2 separate regions of the Zea mays genome follow, and region 1 is linked to region 2. The links are chromatin contacts, called in public Hi-C maps. All regions are on one chromosome and are shown on one strand. Each heading gives the region's core, a stretch centred on a gene start, on an enhancer-like site or on the middle of the called end of the contact. The rest is flanking DNA. Distances are from core to core; before and after follow the strand shown.

Region 1 (3,173 bases), core at 546-3,045, 140 kb before region 2:
GTCTCTAATTTGTTTTTGTTTAGATTAGTTTCATGTAGGATAGATTATATAGGATAGAGTGATTTAAAAAAATATAAAGTATGCTTAAATATTGAATCATGCGGCTACTCAAAATCTCTTTGACGGAGCCGCTCTCTGGTATAGAGTCGCTCTATCCCAACTCGCTCCGGAACCAAACACTACCTAAGTGTAGTTTTGAATGGATAAGGGACAATAATGTCTTTGGCCATGCTTAGTTGCTTTTAGTTGTTCTAACCCGGTCACTAAGGATGCGTTTGGTTGCGGAACAACTAGGGACAACCAGGATAGAGACGTCCTCTTTTGTCCCTCAAATTTTGAGGGATAATACTATTCCAATCCCTAATTCTAAACCAAACAACCTTATTTGAGGGATAGTTCCATCCTATCCTGTTCTATCATTGCAACCAAACATATCCTAATTGTTAATTGGGGTCTAGCTGACAATAAGTTAAGATTTTAGCTGGCCAGCTTGAAACACTTACAATTAATTGTAGCTAACAATTATCTATAGATGCTCTAGAGAGGCCCTTATAGCTAAAATTAGCAGATGAGGTCCTGAAACACGCCTGCTAATAGGTTTATTAACTCTTAGCAAATGGAGGTGAGGAGGTGCTAATGTCTGTGGGGACATTACAGCATGCATGAATGAATAGCAGACCGTGAGCAGCTGTGGCATGCATGGCCGTCAAGGCAGCCCCCGGCAGTGTGAAAAAAAGACGATCCATCCAATCCATGTGTTGTAGTCGTGCCGTGCTAACACTGGCATTGGGTCCTCCGAGAGTCCGAGGTAGCTGGTGGCGTCCTGTTTGACTGGCTCCACGCCTGTTTACAAGCTGCTGGCTTGTTTCTCTCGGTCAAGCTCTATGCTCGGCTGCTGGCTGAACTTGCCATGCATTCACCCACAGCAGCCCGCACGTTGCTTGTCTACCCCCCCATATCTCACTAACCGCAGGCTTTACTTCACTGGTGACGGACGGGTAACGACGACGCGACCCAAAGCTAGGAACAGGCTAGGCTCACAGCAGCTATCCGGTCGGCGAACTGTTGTTCATCGAGGGCCCGAGCGCAGTCGCTGTAGTCTGTAGGTCGCCAATAGTGTAATGTGACGAAACCCAGTCGATCGGCCGGCATGGGCGCGACCATTGCGAAGGAACAGCGCCCTCGACAGGTCGCGCGCCGAGACAGACATGAAGGGAAGGGACCGACGTGCACGAGCCGCGAGCGCGATTCCTCCACGCCGAAAGGCCGCGGTCAAAGGAGCCCCCCCATGGCTAGCGCCCAGCGGCGCACAATCATGAACGCAAACTGTGCGATCTGAAGGGACGGGACGACACAGGCAGATGCTCATGCACAGCAGATAGAGCCGTAGCAGCAGCAGAAGCGAGCAAAAGGCGAAAACTGGAAGCGGGAAGATGAGGAAGGAGTGGGGGACACACGGGCGTACCTTGACGGGGGCGCCCGTTGTTCTCCACCCGCATCGCCATGTCAAGGTCACACATCGTCCACGCCGCGCGCGAAAGCCGAAAGACAAGGCCGGCACCCGGGTCGCGGCCACTTCCGTCGTCTGTCTGCCGATCGAGGGGAAGAGATAGGCCCTCGTGCCTGGGTGGCTCCTGCGGGTGAATCACGAGCGAGCGAGCGAGCTGGAGAGAGATGCCGCCGCGGGGGAGGGGGGGCTTATTGGTGGCTGTGCGAAGCTAGCGATAGCTGGCTGCTAGGGGAGGAAGAGCTGGGTGGGGCTCGGGTTCGGGCTCATCTGCACTGCTGCATCCCTGGACCTGGCCTCGGCCTCGGCCTCGTCGTAAGCAAAAGATATCGGTGATGTAAGCTTCAAGATATGCCCAATTATTGCCGATGGCCCGGAGAAAAAAATATTGCGCCGGTGCAGGTGCTATGCGGCTTCCATTTTTGCTACTGCTAGCTGCTCGTGCTCGCTCCTTGCTAATGCCTTAATGGTGTCGATGAGCAGTCAGCCATCAGAGCCATTAGCTGATCGATGGGCGAGCTTTATCTTCTGTTAGGTGGAGGGCCCCCTTCTCTCCAAATGGGGCTGCCACCATATCTCGATCATATTCGCCATTAAAAAAAAAGCTGGTCAAGCCACAGGAACCTTTGCTAAATAAGGTTATCCACTGGCCCTATTTACCAACTATGGTGCGTCGAAATGACCCGGCCAGCACATATATTGCCTTGCAAGATTTGCACTTTCTAGCGTCCCCAGCTAGCGAAACAAGACGGCACTAGCAAAAGTTTTATAGAAGGGGGCATCTAGCCATCTCATCAGGCCACTGGTTTACCAAGTTGTGATCTAGTCAGACGTTTGAGTAATCCGACGCGCGGTAGTTATCTGAAGCGATGTGCAGGTACGTGATCGCTCACCTAAAATAAATCCGTGCCACACGATTTTAGTTAGTGTCCACGCGAGTTGCAGCTGTTGGAAAGGGACTGGTATGGTTTCATATGGTCTGGAGCCTCTCGTCCGCTTTTGTCGCCAGCCCACCAATTGCTCGATGTTGCCTGACATTCCAATGAAGAAACGTTGTATATATGGCTGGGCTGGGCTGGCCTAGAGGTTGAGTTTCTTTATTTATGAAATACTGCAAACTTGGCACCTCATAAAATGCAAGATTATGTTTGGATTACATCCATAGCAATTGCAGGAGCATCTAGTTTTTAGAAGTCATTGTTACCTTCCTTTTTTTTTCTTTTTTCCTTTTGGCGGAACAGTATTTCCGAGCATCATTTGTCGGAATAGGATGGTCCGAGAAAATATACTCCATTGTTGCGAAAACTGTTTTTTTAGTAAAATGAAGACAATATCCCGGGGGGTCAGGTTTTATTGTCTCCGGTAATGGTTTGTGAGCCACAAAACCAGAGAGATTGGAGGGGCTAAAATCCTCTCCAACCCCCTCCAGTTTTTTACAAACAAGCCCTAAAAGTTTGAGGAAATACAAAAATAACTCCGTCATCACAAATTATAAATTATTTTAAAATTTAAAATCACAGTATTCTAAATTTAACCAAATTTATATAGTAAAACAACAACATTTATTATATTAAATAAATTTCATTATATTCTTTACAAATCATATTTTTATAGTACATCTATTTTATGTAATAAATCTTTACTACTTCACTACAACCTTGATCAA
Region 2 (3,471 bases), core at 717-3,216:
TAAGTTTGCATCTCCGAGCTGTATACCCGGAGACACCACAAACGTAGCAGATAAAGTCCTCCTTTTTCTTCTTCATCTTTTTGGACTTAGGTTGGTTCATATTCTTCTGTGGAGAGTTCTTCTTCTTCTTCTGGAATTTTCTATCTCCACCCTTCTCAACAACGTGAGCCTGGAGTTGCTGGGATGGCTTGTTACTGGACCTTGCACGCTCTTCCACATTTATTGCAGCTGACAACTCAGTGAGAGTCATTTGCTTCTTCCTGTGGCGGCGTGAAGTCACAAAGTCTCGCCAAGAAGGCGGGAGCTTTGCCAGTATTGCATTCACCTGAAAACTGTCTGGTAGGACGCAACCATATTGGACCAAGTCCCTAACAAGGAGTTGAATCTCCTGTAGCTGCTCCATAACAGACCTTCCCTCAACCATTTTATAGTTGAGGTAGTTTTCCGTTGTGAATGACTCATTGCCATTGTCAACTTCAGAGAACTCGTTCTCAAGTTCAGTCCATAGACCCTTGGCGGAGGTAAAACCAGAGTACACATCAAATAAGCGGTTCGACAAGACGTTCAGCAGACGAGACAAGCATGCCTCATTGGCTTCGTCCCACTTAGCCTTCTCCGCTAGTGCGGCGGCCTTCGCTGCATCATCAGAATCATCTGATGCAGCCTGGGGAACAGCCGACGTCACTACCCAAAATAATTTTAGGTCAGTGAGCCACATGCGAGTCTTAATCTGCCAGCGCTTAAAGCTTGCGCCGTCGAACGCTTCAGGCTTAATGACATCAGAACTGGAGGCCATAATACGGATTGGTTTTCTGGATTGTTGTAATATTATAGAAATAAGTGACATGCTCCCTTCATATTTAAATATATTAAATATTTTAATTCCGAATAAAACAATCATATAACTCAGATAAATACCATATGAAATTATAGCAGCAATGAACAGTAGCAATTCTAAGACATGTAAACATGTAAAATAGCTACACAGGTCCATTTCATAATTAAACATGGCTTGCAGATGAAGAAGGCAGATTAAACAAATAAACATAATTGTTTATCTTAAACTATTGCTCTCAAAATAGCGGGTTGCTGTAATAAACAGCCCTCCAACGCTAAGAGGTGATTAGAGATCCTCGACTAACGTGACAGTCGTATCTTACCAAATAAGGGTTTTAGATCAGATGTAATAAGCCTAATAATCAAATATAAATACTGATAGAAAGGAGCTGTCTACTAAATAAATTAACAGAATTTAACACAGGTAAACAGCCTCAACAAAGAGAGATTTAATTAGGCACAAATAATATCAATGATAAAAATGATAATACACTAAAACCCAGACTGTCACGCTGTCTCACTTCACCGCTATCATCATCGAGCACACAAATCCGCCCACAACAGTGCAATCACACCCAAGTATTTAATACTAGCAGATTGCACAAAATTAAACAGTAAATAAAATGAGGCAACGAATAACTCACAGCACGTAGATTGTCTACGTGGGAAGACCAGCTCAGCGAACACAAGGTTCTGTCCCAGAAAACCAATTCCGCCGCCCACGTCCGGGCCTGCACGGCGGGAGGTTGACGGAGATACTAGAGCCGCTGCCGGAGCCGAAGGAGACGTCCACGGCACCAGCCCGAGAAGACGAACACCGCGCAGCAGGGAGCCCAGGCACCAGGCAACGGTGGACAATAATCAGTACAGACTGCGCACCACACAGGTGCACAGATGGAACAACAGAGAGCAGGAGAACCTCACTGCGCACAAGCAGTGCTCCCTCCACCTTCCACCAGCAAGATTTACACCAGAACACCAAGAATCGAAGGAATCGATCCAAACCGTGACTAGAATCGAGAGGAGAAATAGGAACAGAGAGCTGGGATTTTTCGGCTAGATACCCAGCAGGGAGAAAATCTCCATACTTAAGAAGCCAGGCTCGAGGAGATTGAGCAGAGGGCGCCATGGATCTCGGGCGAGCCCTTAACCACCTGCAGAGCGCCGCCAGGAAGCAAATTTTTGCTCTGCTCGTCCTCCACGATCTCCAAGCCGTGGTCTCTTCATGCCTTAGCCGCCTGCCAGCCGGTGGGCTGCTCGGTCAGATGGGCCTTGTAGCGGCCCACCCGACTGGCCCCCTTCTCTCTCTTTTTATTTAATAAAGGGAAAATCCTTAATATGGACAACACCATAACCCCTATCCCTCTCTCCACCCCAAATACAGTGTACTATCGGAGAACAACCGCTCCAACGACGTCTGGATGCGGACCGGTAGTAGAAAGGAAATTAAGGGTGCATGCGGACCGATGCTAATAACGTGGCTTCACCAGGGCCAGGGCCAGCGCCCGCGCCTCCCAGTCCCTATTAAATAGCTGCTTTAGGCACGCATCATCAGAGAACACAGTCCCAGAGCTCTATGCTAGCTATGGCGGCCGGGCGGGGGAGGGTGATGCGGGAGGAAGGAGACGACATGGCGTGGTATTGTTTCGGCTCATGTCCTTCTTCGATCGAGTCTTGCCGTTGGATTTGGATGTGATGTGAGCCGAACCAATATCACTCATGTACTCTTCATTCCCAAGGAAGGTCCAGAGACGTTACGGGCTCGGTAAGGGTTCTGATCATGCTGAATGGTTCTTAATTAGTCCCGTGCCATGCCAGTAGAACAAGGTTAGGCTGATCTTTCTGATATTTTGGTTCTGATCTGTGTTTATTCGATCTCTGTCTGCTAGTAAAAGCGACTGATCCCATCGTGGAGCCATAACACTTCATTAAGCTAAGCTAGCATTGCATGCTCTTGTAAACTAGGATTTCTAGCAGCACTGCAACAGGTAGCGCCCATGTTTATATCCATCTACTACTCACAGCAGGTATTGTTGTGTAAATACGCTTGCTGATTATCCGAAGCCAACCGAACTTCGCATCATGTGCAGTGAAGACATATTCATCTAGGGAAAGAAGCTTGAAAACCCTGCGGGCTGCGGCTTATGGTAAAAGGGCTATACTGTATATGTTATGTGAATCCGATAATGACGATGGCAGAGCTATTGACATTTTGGTTTATAACATTGCATATTATATTCGTTTTCGGAGCCACCAATTTCTTCAGTCAGTCACGTTGTGTTCGCTTACATGATAGTATCAATTTCCCCCCCTTGCGTCTATCCCGAGTTCCTGACCACAAGTCGTAACAAAGGCGTCCATATGGCAGTCTCATGTGATTTCATCCCCACAGAGCTGACAGTTTCCAGAATCCACCATTGGCCTGCGCTAGATTGTATCCAGCTTATAGGCACATGATGCTGCACTATCCGCTGCACGATCAGATCTAGAGATTGGGAGAGAAAGTTGTTGAAGACTTGAAAGTCCAAATCAGTTTTGCACCATACAAGCTAGTGTCGTGGTACCTGGCTACCTGCTCTGGAACCAATTCATTGCGTAGGCCCATGTAGCTTGGTTGCAGTTTAACCCTGAGTA

What was found. A called contact is a pair of places that touch in the nucleus more often than the background predicts.
Region 1: a Hi-C map of tassel shows a contact between it and region 2, with 3 times the contacts expected there. The contact joins the promoter of LOC100304327 here to the promoter of LOC118476223 in region 2. A contact is called at or near these places in 2 of 25 Hi-C or Micro-C datasets (ear and tassel).

What each region holds. Positions count from the first base shown.
Region 1 is chr2:18,375,471-18,378,643 of Zm-B73-REFERENCE-NAM-5.0, reverse strand. It overlaps LOC100304327 (argonaute1c), which reads right to left and starts at 1,795. Exons shown (of 23, transcript NM_001361411.1): 1 at 1,466-1,795. The coding sequence starts at 1,520.
Region 2 is chr2:18,232,975-18,236,445 of Zm-B73-REFERENCE-NAM-5.0, reverse strand. LOC118476223 reads right to left here and starts at 1,966. Exons shown (of 4, transcript XM_035965046.1): 1 at 1,706-1,966; 2 at 27-325. The coding sequence starts at 1,966. It overlaps MIR171h (microRNA MIR171h), which reads left to right and starts at 2,451; the gene lies at 2,451-2,574. It overlaps LOC109943969 (a long non-coding RNA gene), which reads left to right and starts at 2,363. Exons shown (of 2, transcript XR_002267099.1): 1 at 2,363-2,602; 2 at 2,862-3,471.